Regions from separate parts of the Zea mays genome. Here region 1 is linked to region 2. The links are chromatin contacts, called in public Hi-C maps. All regions are on one chromosome and are shown on one strand. The core of a region is the stretch at or near the end of the contact, and the rest is flanking DNA. Distances in the headings are between cores, read along the strand shown. Region 1 holds the start of LOC103653979 (heat shock 70 kDa protein 17). Region 2 holds the start of LOC100194252 (ARM repeat superfamily protein).

What was found. Hi-C and Micro-C count contacts between places; a contact is called where the count stands out from the background.
Region 1: a contact with region 2 is called in a Hi-C map of ear, with 2.6 times the contacts expected there. The contact joins the promoter of LOC103653979 here to the promoter of LOC100194252 in region 2. A contact is called at or near these places in 9 of 25 Hi-C or Micro-C datasets (bundle sheath, ear, endosperm and 2 more) and 1 of 3 datasets of contacts at active chromatin or transcription factors (seedling).

The regions. Positions count from the first base shown.
Region 1 is chr4:166,530,892-166,536,626 of Zm-B73-REFERENCE-NAM-5.0, forward strand. It overlaps LOC103653979 (heat shock 70 kDa protein 17), which reads left to right and starts at 3,255. Exons shown (of 14, transcript XM_008680804.3): 1 at 3,255-4,238; 2 at 4,440-4,672; 3 at 5,296-5,455. The coding sequence starts at 3,465.
Region 2 is chr4:166,356,154-166,361,597 of Zm-B73-REFERENCE-NAM-5.0, forward strand. It overlaps LOC100194252 (ARM repeat superfamily protein), which reads right to left and starts at 2,421. Exons shown (of 8, transcript NM_001139293.1): 1 at 2,312-2,421; 2 at 1,543-1,625; 3 at 1,306-1,460; 4 at 1,142-1,178. The coding sequence starts at 1,377.

The sequences.
Region 1 (5,735 bases), core at 2,005-4,504, 180 kb after region 2:
GGCGCACCGGACAGTGTCTGGTGCGCCATGCGGCAGCAGCCTTCCAACAGCCATATTTTGGTGGTTGGGGCTATAAACACCCCAACCACCCCACATTCAATGGCATCCAAGTTTTCCACCTTCAACACATTACAAGAGCTATAGCATTCAATTCTAGACACTCCAAAGAGATCAAATCCTCTCCCAAGTCCGGAATCACTCCAAATCAAATAGTGACTAGAGAGAGTGACATTTGTGTTCATTTGAGCTCTTGCGCTTGGATCACTTCTTTTCTTTCTCATTCTTCTTGTGATCAAACTCAATTGTAACCAAGGCAAGCGACACCAATTGTGTGGTGGTCCTTGCGGGAACCTTGTGTTCCGTTTGATTGAGAAGAGAAGTTCACTCGGTCTAAGTGACCGTTTGAGAGAGGGAAAGGGTTGAAAGAGACCCGGTCTTTGTGACCACGTCAACAGGGAGTAGGTTTGCAAGAACCGAACCTCGGTAAAACAAATCATTGTGTCTCACTCTTTATTTACCCACGATTTGTTTTTCGCCCTCTCTATCGGACTCGTTTATATTTCTAACGCTAACCCGACTTGTAGTCGTGCTTAAGTTTATAAATTTCAGATTCGCCCTATTCACCCCCCTCTAGGCGACTTTCACATAGGTCGTGGGAGGAGCGCGGGCGAGGATGGAAGGGGCGCGCGTGTGGATTGGAGCACGAGCGAGGATGGAAGGGGCACGGGGAGGAGTATGGAAGGGGCGGACGAGGATGGAAGGGAGGCGGGGGAGGAGGATGGCAGTCGGGTTTGCCGGCGGGGATCACGGTCAGGGGCAAGGTGGGCAAGGGGGTCACGGAGGCAGGGGCTTGCGCGGAGGGGGCAGAACCGTACACCATGTGGACGCCTACATTGCATTCTTAAGAGTAGTAGAGAAGAGATTAAGTTTTAGTGTTTGATAATCAATATAACTATTTGAACTAATAATATTTTTGTTAGTGTTTTTAGGTATAAGTGAACTTGAACGGAGACAATGGATGATCGAGATAATCAACGCCTCAAACAATACATGATTCAAAATCTAAAAAAGTTAAAATACACACGAGTCTAAAACACGAGAAAGAAAGAAGACCGGATAAAGACACACTAAGAAACAAAGAAAAATAGTCTGCTGAATAGCACATACATGTCTAGTGATCCACCAGATATAAGTGATATTGTACTGAAGAAGGGTTGCTGCTTCAAAGTATATAGGACAATGTGAATGTGAACGACACACCACATCAAACGGGTCATAGATACGACACTCAAAGAAGACTCTAGCTTTGTTTGGAGAATTCCATAATACACTGGACACGTCGGATGTAGCACCGGATATGCCACTAATGGGATAGTTAGAGAGGGTTAAAACACAATAGAGGGGGGCTATAATATAACGTACATATCTGGTATAACATGAACAAATCATAGGATGCCCTAATTCAAATAGCTCAGTGTGACTAGTTGATGTGGACATGCACCGACACATTCAATGATCACACCATAGTGTTTGGTGAGTGCGTAGAAATCCTATATGTCACCCCAATTAGTAGTTTTAGACTTGGATGCTATATACTACCCCAACCGGACATTTAAGTTGTGTGGGAGTCGAGGAAGATACCAATTGAGTTTGATACTCATGCACAATATATATACTGGAGGGGCTTGTAGTTTTACAATATGGTACCAACTGTGTTTGTGGTGTAGCCGCTACTATATACTAAAGGGAACGAGACCAACAACATTTTAGCTAGAAAATCGATAGTGAAGATAGTGGAGAACATCTAGGAGAGGCCACAGCGGAGTAGTTGTTGGTTGAGTCTATAGCCTATTGCAGGCTGTGTGGAGCAACAGAGACGAGAGTGGAGTCGAGAGCTGATGTGTCAGAGATGATATAAGATGGTGCATTTGCACCTAACATTAGTTTACTAGTAGTATAGCCAAGGACTAGGAGAGGCATGGTAGGCTCGTGGCCTTGTGGCGACTTAATGCAATGTGAGTAGCTGAGTCCTGTGAGGGTGTTTGTTTTGGTTTATTTTTGACTTCCAGTCATCATAAGCTATTGCGTACTATTAAACATATAACTTTCAGGCCGTTTTTATGAGAATCACCTTGATAAAAATCATCCAAAATCAGCGTGAACATATAATCGATCGAGTTATTGTGAAAGCAGATTCAGTCACTCTCTATATCCTAAACCCTTTTAGACTCCTTAATCTTTCTTTATATGTAGTTCTCATGATAATAAGATTATCTCTACACCATACTCTCATAAAAGCTTGTTAGAAAAGCCCTCCTTGGCATGGCTCTTTAGGGTCTGTTTGGTTGGGCTGTGGCTGTGGAAAAAGTTGCTGTGGGCTGTGAGCTGTGGAAAAAGCTGCTGTAGGCTGTGTGCTGTTAAAAAGCTAAAAATCGTTTGGTGGAAACCACTAAAAGTCGTTAAAAGTTCTTTGATATATGTTTTCACAGTTCCATCCAAAAGCCACTAAAAGCAGGTCCAGGGGTGCTTTCAGTTTTGCGCTACGAGAAAGTCGGCTTTTAGAAAAAGCTGCTTCCTAGATCCAGCCCTTTGGTTGACTTTTGGCTTTTAGGGGGCAAAAGCCAAAGCCAAAAGCCAAACCAAACACACCCTTAGACGGCTCTAGCTCAAGCTTATCATAAAGTCCTTATAAACGGTTGTAAAAAAAAAAGGCTTCTCGTTGAGAGCCCTCGAGGAGCTAAAGCCATTTTCGTGCCGAGAGTTAGAGCACAAAAAACATGGCTTATATTGACTTCCCTTTATTTTCCTAACATAACATTCAAAATAAACACAAAAAACTGTTTTACTAAATAAATTACTGTGTCCTTAGAAAATCCAAATAGTCGGAGAAGTAAGAGCCGGAATTGTTTTCACAGTAACAGAAGTCCTGGAAAGGCAAAAAAAATATATAAACAAACCGGCTCTATATCTCGCGCGTCCAATGCACCGCGCTCGCCGTGAAACGCCACATGTATACTTTTTAACGTGGCCGGTTATCATTGGATTGATGACTCAATTCGCGCCGATCCTGCTCGGCCCGTAGCCAAAATCTCTAATTGCAATAAATGAAGGACAAATAAAAAGGAAAATTTCGGAATCCGAAATATAGCAGGAGCACGCCCTCTGCACGGAAAAAAATTCTGTGCATACCGGATGCAAACCCTTTAGTAATTTATTTTTAATCTATTTGTATGGACCAGCAGTGGGGGTATGTGTAAAAGGTGGGGTTTGCATTCCGTATGCAAAGAATTTTTTTCCCTCTGCACCTCCTCCCCGTCCTCGAGATCGTTCTCGCCTCCCTCCGCTCCCCTTCCCCTCGTGCGCAGTGCGCTCCTCGAGCACCCCACACTCCAGATCTCCGAACCCCTCCCACATGCCATTGCCATTGCACTGAGCGGCAGCCAATAGCCAACTAGCCACACGCCATGGCGCAGTCCTGTAGTTGGGGAATCCTCCTCGCCGTCCTCGTCGCGGGACTCGCGGCGGCCGTCGCCGTCCCGCCGGCGACCGCGGCGGTGGCGAGCATCGACCTCGGCTCGGAGTGGCTTAAGGTCGCGGCTGTGCATCTTGCCCCGGGCCGTGCTCCGATCGCTGTTGCCACCAACGAGATGTCCAAGCGCAAGTCCCCGGCCCTCGCCGCGCTCGCCGACGGCAACCGTCTCATTGGGGAGGAGGCGGCGGGCATCACGGCGCGGCACCCGTCCAAAGTATTCGCCCGCGCGCGGGACCTCTTGGCCAAGCCCTTCTCCTACGTGCAGTCCGTCACGGAGTCGCTCTTCCTCCCCTACGACCTCGTCCCCGACGCGCGCGGCGCCGCCGCGGTCCGCGCCGATGACGGGCAGGTATACTCCCTCGAGGAGATCGTCGCCATGGTGCTCCACTATGCCGCGGGGCTCGCCGATGCGCACGTTGGGGCGCCCGTGCGGGACGCTGTGATCGCCGTGCCGCCCTACTTCGGGCAGGCCGAGCGCCGGGCGTTGACGCAGGCCACGCAGCTGGCTGGAATCAACGTGCTTGCTCTCATCAACGAGCACGCTGGGGCCGCGCTTCAGTACGGGATTGACAAGGACTTCTCCAATGCGTCGCGGCATGTCATCTTTTACGACATGGGCGCTGGTAGCACCTATGCTGCATTAGTGTGCTACTCGGCATACAACGCCAAGGAGTTCGGAAAGACAGTCTCCGTTAACCAGTTCCAGGTGAATTCCCTATCTTGCCTTTCTGGTAGTTGTTCAATTGCGCCTCTCTCAAATGCCTGGTGGCAATCTTTGATGAAAGTATTTCTTATGGTCACTATGATAGATCTGACGAAAATATGCTTTTCTATTATTGAGTTGTGCTGCTATGTGAGATGATGAGTGACAACTCCAGAATACTATATTGCTAACACTAATCTGCAGGTTAAGGACGTTAGATGGAACTCTGAACTTGGAGGCGTCGAAATGGAAATGCGTCTGGTCAACTATTTTGCTGATCAATTCAATAAGCAGCTCGGTAATGTGGTTGATATCCGTCAGTCTCCCAAGGCAATGGCTAAGTTGAAAAAGCAAGTCAAACGCACCAAAGAAATTCTTAGTGCAAACACTGCAGCTCCAATTTCAGTAGAATCTCTGTATAATGATGTTGATTTCAGGTGCATCTCTACTATCTTATATACTTTAAACTCATAACTATTGGTAAAAAAATATGGATGTAGCATGTAAGAAGGTCAAGGATCAAGATAAATGAAAATGCACCCAACATTGCAAAATTTACTCTCAAACCTAATTTGTCAGCTTAAAATTGTTCTGTAAAGAATGGGATTTCAACTCATTAATTAAAGGTGTCCTGGAAGCAGACCTTCTAGGTTTGGAGTTTGCATGGACGAAAGACATTTTATTTGTCTAGTGTCTTGACATGTATGATGTATCAGATTAAATTTGGTTATTTTTTCTTTTGAAGTGCATCGATGCAATCTCATCTAAATAAAGGTTACTGCAAACAAAGGCTGTGTAGTTCTGGACCACTTGGGCTACTTCTTAATTGACTCTGTATCAGCTGTTGAAGTTTTTTATATGGGAGACGCGGAAATTATGTTCTGTAACAATCGGGCCAATTATGAGGACTCTTAATGGTTGAGTTTTCAGTTTTTCCCTAGCTTGTGCTTTAAGCTTTCCTTGGTTTAAACCTGTATAGTAAGCTCGTGGTCTTAAATAACGGTTGGGGCAATATGCATTGTGTTACCTACTGAGCTTATGCACTATTTTTTTTTTACAGGAGTAGCATAACACGTGAGAAATTTGAAGAGCTCTGTGAGGATTTATGGGAGCAAGCTCTGACTCCAGTTAAAGAAGTGCTGACACATTCTGGCATGAAGATCGATGATATCTATGCTGTAGAACTAATAGGAGGAGCTACCAGGGTTCCAAAACTGCAGGTTAATAAATTTGGTTGTCTTTTAGATTTTTTTACTTAAACTTTGTGGTGCTTTTCAAAATCATTTTTTTATATCTATTAGCTAGAATCATCTTCTTAGGTTCTGTAGTAGAAAAAAAATCTTTTTTGTAGAATATGCTGGAAAGTTGCGTATCATTGCATTGAGAAACCAAATAAATTACTTCCTCCGTTCTTTTTTATATGTCGTTTTTTAGTTCAAAAATGAACTAGCGAACAACAAATATTCGAGAACGGAGGTAGTACAACACACCAACTACGCT
Region 2 (5,444 bases), core at 1,171-3,670:
TCGACGGACCCGGTCCACGCCGATGCGGGTCGCAGCGATGGCATCCCACGCTTCCTTTGCCGTAGCCTTATCGAGGAGTGGAAGGCCCATCTCCTTGGGCACGGCCCCGACAATTACTTCCAGCGCACGCCTGTCATCGCGAAACTGGACAGGGCCGCCCTCGATGGCATCCCAGAGATCGCGCGTCTGCATCCTCAGCTTCATGGTCTGGCTCCACTCGTAGTAGTTCGTCTTGTCCAGCATCGGCCACGACGTGCCGCTGCCGGAGTCGCGGTACACCACCCTTCCTTGCGGCGACTCGTAGCGACCGCCGCCGCGGCAGCGCCTCCGGTCCCGCAGTGGTGACTGCGAGCGCCTCCTGTCTCGCGGTGGAGTCCGCGTCCGCCTATTCCTCTCTGTCTCCTCTTCCTCCTCCCAGTCCTCCTCATCTTCTCCCTTCTCGGCGGCGATTTCGGCCCGTAGCTCCTGCGCTGTCCTTGCCGCCGCTTCTGCAGCAGCCGCCGCCTGCTTTGCTGCCTGGACTGCCAGCGCTGCTGCTTCCTCTGCAGCCTTCAAGCGCGCGGCCCGGCCGGAGGAGTCGCCCAGCTCTCCTTAGCCGGGACCCTTGGCCTTGAGCCTGGCAGCACGCTCAGCAGAGGTCGACATGGAGTGGAGAAGGTAAGGAGACGGCCCTGTGGCTCTCTGGTGTCTAACCAAGGCTCTGGTACCAAATGTTGGAGATAACTCTGATTACTCATTTCTGTTAGCCAGAGGCTTTTGATTATATAGAGGTACAGAACCTTGGCAGCCGTACACCTCTTGGGCTGCCCAAGGTCTTTAAAGACTGTAATTAACTAACACAGTTATCTAGGAAATGCTTAGGAAGTAGGGCTTATTAACTACAATAGCGAAGCATAACTCAATACTAAAATGTCTTTCCACTTGAACTAATGCATGTAATAGATCCCATTACAATGAAGCAATCAATCAGGATCAACAAAGCATCGCCTCTAATCACACAAATTACTAGTACATTTTTCAGACTAAAGCACAGTGCTGTTGAGACTGTTTCCTAAACTGACACTCAAGAAGATAGAGAATTATAGAGACTGGTCTAAAGGGTGTGGCCTGTAAAAGAACCAAGCGTAAAGTAGACACCAACCTTCATCCGTGGCGTTCTGGAACTGGGTCACGAGATCCTGGGCACAAGCAATCAAACGGAACCAGTTAATTAGCGAGAAACAAATTTGCAAGGTGAATTTCCTGCGCCAGCACCAATCGATTGGTAATGAAAAAACAAAGAGAGGGACCAGGGACGATACCAACCTGAAGGTACTGGTCTCGCGGAGTGCCAGAACGGCCGGTGCGCTCGACCTGGCGCTGCGCATTCGTAAACATGAATCTCCACACAAATTCCGCGCTGCTGCGATTTATTTCCTGGCAGAGCTGAGGTAGCAAGAATGCCAGCACCGCCGCCGCCGCTGAAGAGCAACACGCTGGGCTCGGAATTTAGTTTGTATTGACTGAAAAGGAAACTGGAGAAAGGGACTTAGAAGATCTCACCTCACACAAAAGCATAACCTCTATTCCTCTTCCCTGGACGAACCAACTTTTTTGCACTCTGAGTCTGAAAAATAATTTACCATCTGCAGCAACAAGCATACAAACCAATGGAATCAATTAATCAAACAAACATCCAAGCAAAGTTAGGAACACAACAAAAATCACAGGATAAGTGTACCATCTGCTTTCTCCTGCACTGTATGGCTGTCAGACATTACCATAGGTAAAAGTAAAACATAGTAAAAAAAACAGTCCAGCCATTCTAAACTCACAGGAACAGGTTAATAAGCCATTACATAAGTAAAACTGTATTGTTGCAGGTTGTCCAGCAAAAGAGTACAACATAAATGACATAAGTTTAAAGTTCTAAAATCAAAGTCCAACTGCAGCAAAGTCAAACATGAAACAAATGAGCAAATATTCATCCACTTGATAAGTGATAAATGATCTACTAGCTAAAGTAAATCTTCATCCACTTGAAATGCATTTTCAGTCCCAAATGAGCTAGAAGGCCCAGAACCATCTTCCCCATTCATTTGCATTTCCTCAGATTCTTCATCATCTTCAAGGATGTCAATTTCATTAATAACTGGGTGGGGACTGGGGACTGACTCGGATCGGATCACAAATTCACAATCACAAGTTCACAACGAGCACATCACATGAGCACAGCAGGGTAGCAGGCCACTCGACGGTGAACACTGAACAGGAAGTCGGGGAAACGGGGACTGGGGAGAACTGGAGAAGAGAGTCAGACATCAGAGATCACCTGATGCAGCAGGCCGTCGCCGTGCTGGGGAGTGGGGACCGAGAGGGGGCACCAGCCGCCAGTCGCCGGTGGCGCGCCGCCGTCGCTCCGTGTGCTGTGCTCTGGTTAGGGTTCCTCGATGGCGTCCGTGCGTGCTGCGCAGGAATCCGGCGGCTGGCGCTATGCTGCTGAGCTGCTCTCGTCTCAAAACCGTGCATGGGCCCTGCGTACAGGACTTAGGTCTGTTTGACTTTTTAACAAACCAGTTTTTTTAGCTACGAGAGATTAACTTCTTGATTTTAAGAAACTATAAATCTAACTTTTATAAACTGAGATATAAATTGTTATGTTTGTAGCCAACTCAATTTTTATAAATCAGTTTCTTTAAAATGAGTGGTTTCAAACAAGCCCGGTTGCAGCGGGCAAAAACGAATGGGAAAAAAACCGAAGTGGGCCAGCTGGTCAGTCCAAAACTGAAAATTTCTAGGCAAACTGATCGTCCGCGACCTGATCAAACGACTAATCGGATGATCAGGGTTCTGATCGCTCTCATCGCGTCGTTACTGCTTATCGAGTGCGCAGTGCGCTAAAGCGATCAGTAGGTTAATCACTGACTAATCTGAAAACATTGGTCGGCCAGGAGAGGTTGTTGGGCTACCGGCGCCTCATGCGATTGGGCCGCCGCGCCCAAGCCTTTTGTTTATTTTAGCCTGAAATCTTTATTTTTTTATATATACATAGAGAGAGGGTATATTGGGATCTGGGCTTCCAAATGTCAGAGAAAGCCTTGGCCGACCACCCTCGACCTGGCTAGACCGTATCAGCGCGCCCACCCACCTCATAGCAGGCTATCAGGTGTGTCCCGTGCCCATACACCAGTTCAACCCCCACGTGTGTCAGTCAAACTCCTGTTCCAACAACCAACCTTTCGTGTGGGACGTAGCCATAAATTGTGGGTCTATTTTTATGCGTAAATAGTCTATGAAAATAGCGAAAATAGTTTACAGAGATAGCATAAAACCCAGCCGTTGGACCACGTGCACATGCGCAGGTGCAGGCATGGAAATCCTATTTTTATGGTAAATCCGATAATTATGGTAGATCGTGGGAGTTTTCACATGTACACAAATTTTGGATGACATTTTCGTTTCCATTGCATGCACAATCCAACAGGGCGCGGCGCTTCGGGAAACCCGCAATCCAACAGGGCGCGGCACTTTGGGAAACCCGCAATCCAACAGTACGGTGTCAATCAACGGTCATGTCAAAAACCCCCGCGGAACCACTTCGAGCGAGGGCAGCGTCTCCGCCATCCAGCGACGTCTTCGGCACCAGGTGACTTTGTCGAACTGGTCCCTCGGAGGGCAAATGTTGGGGCGAAGGCAAAGACGCCACCCTTCGCTCGAGGCCTTCGCCGCAGTTGCTGGTCCGACGGAGACAAAACGGGCAGGGACACCCTTCGCTTCATTCGGCACCAGACGAAGGCCTGCGACGTCGTCATCCCACTGTGCGGCCTCGTCCAGCTCAGAGGCCCACGTGTGATCCGGCCCATTGTAACGGGCCCTGCGTGGCCGCCGCGTGTTACGGGCCTAATTTGTAAAGGCATTCCTGTAATTACAGTCTGTAACCCCGCTTTATGGGAATATTCTGGGGATAACCTAGGTGGCTGAGGGCACATGCGTCCTTAACACAAGGCGCTGGGCGCTCAGATACCTATAAATACCCCCGCACAGTGCCCATGAGAGGCCAGATTAACAGAGCTATTGCCCCCACACGCGAGAACCCTGTTAACGTCATTGTTCACCCTTATTGGATCCCCTTGCAACTGAGAGCAAGTTCCAGCATTTGGCGCCCACCGTTCGTGCTACGAGAAAACCACCCGCGATGGCACCCAAGAGAGCTAACCCGAAGGCTGACGAGGCTGCGAAGGCAGCACTGCTCGCCGCAAGAAAGGGCAAGGCCCTCGCCCTCACCCAATCCACCCACCAAGAGGCCACTGAAGACAACGTTCCCCGCACCTGCGAAGACGACACTCTCCGCACCTGCGGCCCTGAAGGACAATCGCAGCCACCCTCAGGCTTCGCCCCACTGGAGGGCGCGGACCTCACCGAGGATGGTGAAGTCCTCGGCGTCTCAGCGGAAGAACAGCTACAGTTGCGCGCCCTGCGCCTCAAGAACCGCAATCTCCAGAGGCAGAAGGAGATACTGGAGGCCAAGCGCCAGCGCGTGTCCGCACTAGCCAAAGTGCGGCAAATGATACGCGACGAAGAGCAGAAGGCCCAGGACCTCGAGCGGGAGATCGCGCTGATGCAGCGCGAAGGCCACCTTGGCCTGCAGCACGGGCCACCCCTCCAGCAGCGCGCACAACTGGAAGACACGCGCGAAGGCCACCTAGGCCTGCAGCATGGGCCACCCCTGCAACACCGCACACAACCGGAAGACCCGCATTTCCCCCAGCGCGACCACACCTTCCCGCACGCCGCGCCATTCCAAGGGGTCAACTATCTCGACGAGCGAAGTCCCCTGGCGCCACACCTGCAAGTGACGCCTTGGCCAGCTAACTTCCGGGCAGGGACCTATCCCAAGTACAACGGCAGCACCGACCCGGCGCAATACATAATGAGTTATCAGGTCGTCGTTGCATCTTCCGGAGGGGACGACGCCCCAATGGCGAAGTCTTTCATCATCGCCCTAAAGGGCCCAGCTCTCACCTGGTTCACCAGGTTGCCTCCACTGTCCATTGATTCCTGGAGAAGCCTCCGGGACAAGTTCCTACTCAACTTCCAAGGGTACCGCCCAGACACCGACGCCTTGGCCGAACTCTCGCTCTGCAAGCAGCTGGAAAAGGAGACTCTGCGGGAGTATTACCGCAAATTTTTAACACTCAAGTCACAGTTGCCCTCAGTCGATGACCAGATCGCTATTCACTACGCTATCAGTGGCCTTCGCGTCGGTGTCCTTTACAGCCACTGCATCAGAGATCCGCCCAAGAACCTCCAGGAATTATATCAGCTGTTTGAAAAGTACGCCAAATCCGAAGAGCTCCACCAGCGCAAGGTTGAATCCCAAAGGAAGCCAAAAGATGCTCCACAGTCCAGCCGCACGTGGACGAGGACTCCGCAGCCGGACTCCGGTCGAAACGGCTGCAGTCAAC